Regions from separate parts of the Callithrix jacchus genome. Here region 1 is linked to region 2. The links are chromatin contacts, called in public Hi-C maps. All regions are on one chromosome and are shown on one strand. Each heading gives the region's core, a stretch centred on a gene start, on an enhancer-like site or on the middle of the called end of the contact. The rest is flanking DNA. Distances are from core to core; before and after follow the strand shown.

The links. A called contact is a pair of places that touch in the nucleus more often than the background predicts.
Region 1: a contact with region 2 is called in a Hi-C map of induced pluripotent stem cells, with 1.8 times the contacts expected there. The contact joins the enhancer-like site here to the promoter of SLC51B in region 2. A contact is called at or near these places in 3 of 3 Hi-C or Micro-C datasets (induced pluripotent stem cells and skeletal muscle).

The regions. Positions count from the first base shown.
Region 1 is chr8:12,132,085-12,135,577 of calJac240_pri, forward strand. It overlaps UBAP1L (ubiquitin associated protein 1 like), which reads right to left. Exons shown (of 6, transcript XM_002753241.6): 3 at 1,908-2,492. Among named protein-coding and RNA genes, the nearest start is that of RASL12, 15 kb to the left of the region's middle. Within about 2 kb of position 1,452, at least 5 of the 16 cell types and tissues checked have an H3K27ac peak or open chromatin away from gene starts, as enhancers often do.
Region 2 is chr8:12,071,547-12,074,745 of calJac240_pri, forward strand. SLC51B (SLC51 subunit beta) reads left to right here and starts at 1,568. Exons shown (of 4, transcript XM_002753239.6): 1 at 1,568-1,763.

The DNA of each region.
Region 1 (3,493 bases), core at 202-2,701, 60 kb after region 2:
AAGGGGTACGTCTTCCCAACCAGGCCCTCCTTGGGGGGCCAAACTAAAGTTTGGCTGGGCTGGGGTTTGGCAGGGCATGGAGCAGAGTAGGAACTGGGAACACCAGCCCTTCAGTTATGATGCTGGAGAAACCAAAACAGACCCCGGATTAAGGAGAATGACTTGAAGGAATTCCAATTGGTTTGGCTGTCGTCACCCCAACCCTTCTCCTGTGAGGAAGTACCTCTCTGCCAGCCCTGAATATTTCATCCTGTCCCCTTCTCCTAGGGAAAACCCAGCCGCCACCTGGCTCCTGGGAGGGAGTGTATACGTAACACACACGAATTCCCACCCATCAGCATCTTCTCAGTGCTCCCCCCCACACGACCTCATCCTAGGGTCTGCCCTTTACTACCTCAAGGGTGGAGAACTTCAAAGTAGGAGCTGAGTCTACTCTTATGTCCTTGAAAAAGATTTTTCGCCACTCTCTGCTTCATTTTCCATCATCTACAGGATACTGTCTCATCCCCACAGGGTTGCTGGGAGAATTCAATCAATCTTGACCAGGGCAGAGCCATCCTGGCATCAACATCTGGTCTTGGATGTGGGCATGGCTTATCCCCACCTACAGAGCCTCTTCTCTACTATGTATGCTCTCAACAACTGTGTGAACGGTTGCTGGCTCACTATGCAGGTAGAGAAGTGGTCATTCCGTGACTTGCCTAAGGTCACACACTGGTGCATGTTAAGAAACCAGACCTCAGGGCTGGGTGTGGTAGTTCACACCTGTAATTCCAGCACTTTGGGAGGCTGAGGTGGGCGGGATCACGAGGTCGGGGGTTCGAGACCAGCATGACCAACATGATGAAACCCCATCTCTACTAAAAATACAAAAATTAGCCAGGCATAGTGGTACACACCTGTAATCTCAGCTACTCAGGAGGCTGAGGCAGGAGAATCACTTGAGCCAGGAGGTGGAGGTTGTGGTGAGCTGAGACTGTACCACGGCACTCCAGCCTGGGCGACAGAGTGAGACTCCGTCTCAAAAAAAGAAAGAAAGAAACCAGACATCAGGTCTCTGTCTTTCGGATTGAATTCTACCTTGGCTTATTCTGCAGCATCTCCTGGGCTGACTGTGGGGCTGCTTGGGGGCAGAAAGCTATGCCCCACTACCACCTTCTGCTGCCAATCCTGACCCATGTTTTGTGGAGTCTGACACTTAAACAATTTGGAAGGGACCTTTAAGCTTCTGTGGTTCCACTGTAGGGTCACTTGTCCCTGCTCTTCAGGGTTCACTTCCTCCATCCTGAAGCCTTTCCAGCCGGCAGCAGCCCTGACTCTCCCTCAGCACCTGATCCCGCGGTACAGTGCAGGGTCTGGTCCCGCACCCTCGTGGCCAACCCTCCCTATCCTGTGGTTTTGACACTCCAACCCAGTGTCTGGCAGGAAGTAACTATCCATTGAATATTCCAGCTCCTCAGCCCACAGCAAACACCACCCAGTGGGAAGCCCGAGATTTGCGCTTTGTTCATTAATTCAGCAGACATCCACTGAGCGCCCTCTATGGGTCAAGTCGGCAGCTGGGTGCTCTGGAAACAAACGTCAATGCGATCCCGTCCCTGCCCCAAAGAGCTCATCCTTGGTTGGAAAAGACAGGTCCAGGATAATTAAAACCACTGTGACCTGCGCCCTAAAAAAAAAAGGCAAGGCAGGCATAGTGGTAAACGGGGGTATGGCAGGGACTACTCTACTCTAGGGCCGCAGGGGGACAACACGGTACAGGCCCAGGTGGGAGCAGGTCAAGGGAGGATGCAGAAGCGCTCAGAGGAGGGGACTGAGGCTGCGGGCCGGGCTGGACACCCAGATCAAGGGGACTGGGCTGCTGAGTGGCGGCCTTGGAGGGACTCAGAGGGAGGCAGAGTTCTTACCGCGACCGTGGGCTTGTGGCTCCGCAGCGGAGGGATGGCACCGGCCGTGGAGGGCCGCGGGGGCGACGCGGGGGCAGCGGTGGGCTGGGCCGCGGGTCCCAGGGGTGACGCGGGCCCCGGGGGTGACGCGGGCCCCAGGGGTGACGCGGGTCTGGATGACACGCTCAGCGCGCGGTGGCCGCGGAGGCCGTGCAGGAGGGCGCGGGGCCGGGCGGCGAGCTTCCCCTCGGAGAGCCGTCGCCGCGCCCCCGCCAGCTCCGACCGCACGCCACGCAGCAGGTCCAGCGAGCACAGGCGACGACCCGGGACGGGGCTTGCCGGGAGGCTGCAGGGGCCCGGGTCTTCCTCGCTGCCAGAGGAGGCTTCTTCCTCATCCTCGCCCTCCTCCTTCGGCCTCTCTTGGGGTCCGGCCTCCGGGTCTCTGATGGCTGCTGGCACAGGCGCCAGCACATGTTCGGGGCTGACCAGCAAGAGCCAGGCTGGAGGGGCTGACGCTGTCCCCGGGTCACCGCACTGGTACGGGCTGGGTCCCCGGCTGGCGGCCTCCACCCAGAAGAGTGCCCTCCTCTCCAGACTGAAGTCGTGCTGCGGAAAGAAGGCGCTGGAAAGCCGCGGGCAAACCAGGTCCCTGGAGACATAACCCTAACCCCTATCCTGGGGGACCCTGTTCAGCCAGAGACGCTCTAGGCCTGGCAGCGTCAGATTCTGAGCCTCGGGCTTCCATCACAGCCCATCTTTCTCTCGGTTTTAGCTAACACTGTGGTCGATGAATACCAGTAACAGTTTAATGGCAACCTGGCACAAATGACAACGTGATGAATTCGTTAATAGAATGAAATGTAATGACACCCAACATCTAAATCCCTTTGCCATTCAGTATGTAGTTGAGCAATAACTACTTAAACATTTTCTCCAGTGAAACGTGTTCTTAGCAAAGAAGCTCTCACCTGAGCCCAGCACAGTTTGCCACTGACTAGTCTGCTTTGGAGGCCCGCCTAGGCAGACAAACCTCCCTGGGGAGTGATACCTGTCCCCAGCCACTTTGCTGCTATCAGGGTTACTTTGGGGTCCTGGAAATGTCATAACCACTAATCTTTGTGGAACTCTGCTTAGTATGGTCTAGTGTCATTCCTATTTCCAGATTATGAAAATGCAGCTCAGAACACTGAACGTGCTAGAAGTTAGATTGGCAGTGAGGGGCTGAGCCGGTTTTCCTGGTGGACCTGACTGTAGTGCTTCGTATTAGACCACTGGAAAAAAAAAATCTGCAGTCCACATAAATAATCTAGAGTTTATAAAATGAGGCAAAATGAAATATTCCTGTCCCCTACCTTTAAACCGAAGAACAGAAAGCATAGGACTCCATCAAAAATATACACAAGTTTTAAAGGCAATTCTCTCTACCATGGCCAGTTAAGAAAGAAAGAGGCTGGGGTGGGGGAGCGAGGCAGAAAGACAGGCACAGACACTCAGACACCTAGATCACAGGTGCCGCTCCCTCTCACCCATGACACTTGGGGAGAAGTGAGTAAGTTAGCCGCTCCAGTGTGACTCCCTGACTGAGCCCAGGGACTGTGTCTTGTTCC
Region 2 (3,199 bases), core at 318-2,817:
CATCTCCTGGGTTCAAGCAATTCTCCTGTCTCAGCCTCCTGAGTAGCTGGGACTACAGATGTCTGCCACCACATCTGGCTAATTTTTGTATTTTTAGTAGAGATGAAGTTTCACCTTGTTGGTCAGGCTGGTCTCGAACTCCTGACCTCAGGTGATTTACCTGCCTCGGCCTCCCAAAGTGCTGGGATTATGGGTGTGAGCCACCACGCCTGGCCTTTGTACCTGCTTTCTCAGGCCTTTGCATGGTTAACCCCTCATCAGTTTTAGTATAGTAATACAGTAATCATGGCTCCCCCACCCCATCCTGTTCTATATCATTATGTTCTTTAAATTATTCACAGAAATTATCACTAGCTGTAAGTATTTTTTAGTTATGTTTTTGCTTACGTTTTTGTTGGCTATCTCCTGCGGAGTTTGAGCTCCAAGAGAGCAGGGTCCTCACCGGTCTTATTTATCATGTATTACACAGTAGATGCTCAGGCAACATTTATTCAATGAATAAATGAATGCATTACAAAATGAGGAGGAGTGCCAGGCGCAGTGACTCATGCCTGTAATCCTAGCACTTTGAGAGGCTGAGGCGGGCGAATCACAAGGACAGGAGTTCAAGACCAGCCTGACCAACATGGTGAAACCCTGTCTCTACTAAAAATACAAAAATTAGCCAGGAATGGTGGTGCATACCTGGTACTCAGGAGGCTGAGGCAGGAGAATCGCTTGAACCCTGGAGGCGGCGGTTGCAGTGAGCTGAGATCATGCCACTGCACTCCATCCTGGGCAACAGAGTAAGACTCCGGTCTCAAAAAAAAAATGGGGTGGAGCTGGCGCTCCAGGCAGCCCCTAGGTTCCCTGCTGGGTCTTCTTTCCTCTGCCCCCTGCTGAAAACTGTTTAAGTCATAGAGGAGCTTGGGCTTGACATGTGACCTCACTCAGCCTCTGTTTCATTTGTGAAATAAGAAATAAGCCCACTCCTTGCTAAACCAACAGTTGCTTAAGATGCAAGGAGCCAGTTTGTGGAAAAGTCCACAGACTATCAGAGTTGAATGGAGCTGGCCTGGTGGGAGGAGCACCTCATTCCTGCTTCCCCACCAAGTTGCTTGCCTTGGCCTGCTTCCTGCTCTCTGGGTCACTGGTTCTCACAGATGCTTTCCCAACCCCCACCTCCAAAGGTCTTATTTTATAGCTCCTTGTGAGGAATTCACATGATACCACGACCTTCGCTATGAGAAAGCACAGGTTGTAAAAGGCCAGCCCTGGCTCCTTGCTCCATGGTTAAATATTGATGATATTGGGAATTAGAGACCTGGAGTGGGCACACCACATATTCCCCTGCAGTGCTGGAACCCACAGACCGCAGGTTCTCTGCAGCCCATTCTCCTGCCCGTCCAGAGGATCTGGATGTATTCTCTTTACTTGAAGCCAACATGTAACAAAGAAAGAACTGGGCTCATGGTGCTTTCAGATTGTGAAAGTCAGGTGGCGCTTGTTTGCACTCTGAGGCCACTCATTCAAGAGGTCAGTCACCCCGGAGTGGTAGAGAAGGCTCTAGGCCTGGGCGTGTGCTAAGGGCAGAGCTACCAGATGAGCCCAGCTGCCGCAGGCTCTCCAGGCACTGTCTCCTAAGTAACAGCTGTGACTGCCTGGGAGAGCTCATGTGCAAAGACAATCCTGTTGTCCCAATAAGAGGAGGAAGAGGAAGATACAGAAATCGGTGCAGCTCCCAACAGCAGATCAAGGCAGTCCCCAGGAACTCAGGACCCAGGGTGAGTGTCCTCATCTTGCCTTGGGGATGGGTGGCCCAGGTCTTTGGGAAGAAATCACAGTCCGACAGCAGATGGTTAAACCCTGTTTAAAACGCAGGGGTCTCCCAGAGGGGCCTAAATGAGACAAGACAACTAAATGCAGTATGACATCCTAAATGAGATCCTGGAAAAAGAAAAGAACATTAAAGGCAAAACTAATGACATGCAAATAAGGCATAAGGTTTAATTTATTCATGAAAGTGACAATATGATGCTCTCTCTAGAAGCAAACTGGATATGTGCTTCGATAGAAGTATGTGTTTGGCCAGGCCTGGTGGCTCAGGCCTGCTATAATCCCAGCACTTTGGGAGGTTGAGGCAGGTGGATCACCCCAGATCAGGAGTTCGAGACCAGCCTGACCAATGTGGTGAAACCCCATCTCTATTAAAAATATAAAAATTAGCTGGGTGTGGTGGCAGGCGCCTGTAATCCCAGCTACTCAGGAGGCTGAGGCAGGAGAATCACTTGAACCCGGGAGGTGGAGGTTGCAGTGAGCCAAGATCGTGACATTACACTCCAGCCTGGGCGACGAGAGTGAAACTCTGTCTCTAAAAATAAATAAATGAATAAATAAATAAAAATACAAAATTAGCTGGGCATGGTGCCTGTAATCCCAGCACTCTGGGAGGCCGAGGCAGGTGGATCACCTGAGGTCAGGAGTTTGAGACCAACCTGGCCAACATGATAAAATGCTGTCTCTACTAAAAATACAAAAATTAGCCAGGTGTGGTGGCACGTGCCTGTAATCCCAGCTACTTGGGAGGCTAAGGCAGGAGAATCGCTTGAACCTGGGAGGTGGAGGTTGTAGTGAGCTGAGATCACACCATTGCACTCCAGCCTGGGCGACAAGAATGAAACGTCATCTCAAAAAAAAGAAAAGTCTACAAACAGACAAAATATACATTAAACATATGCAGATAAATACACATACACATTGAAAACTGTAATTGCATGCATTCTTCTCATGAAGGCAGTGTGTACTCATAAGAAACCACACAGTGTAGACGGGGTCAACATGAATGCCCTGTGTGTCTAAGCCTCTTCCCACACCCTAGAGGAAGACTGTTTGGTTTCTCGACCTCTACACTTTTCTCTGTGAGTTCAGGGGGTCCGCATATGAGACAGGGGCCTGTGGCTGATGTTACCAATCAATCCAGGTACGCTTACATCTGAGACGGTGCTCTGGACAGTCAGTTGGAGCTAGAACACCGATCACATCTGTTAGCCATTCCTGTAACTTTGTCTTTCCATAATTTTAGATCGGTAGGTAGGTAGGTAGGTAGGTAGATAGACAGCTAGACTCTCCCTCAAACAAGTGAGTAGGCAGTGTGCAGCTGAGTCCTTGAAAGTCTCAGAAAGCACAGTGGCTCACGCCTGTATTCCTAGCACTTTGGGAA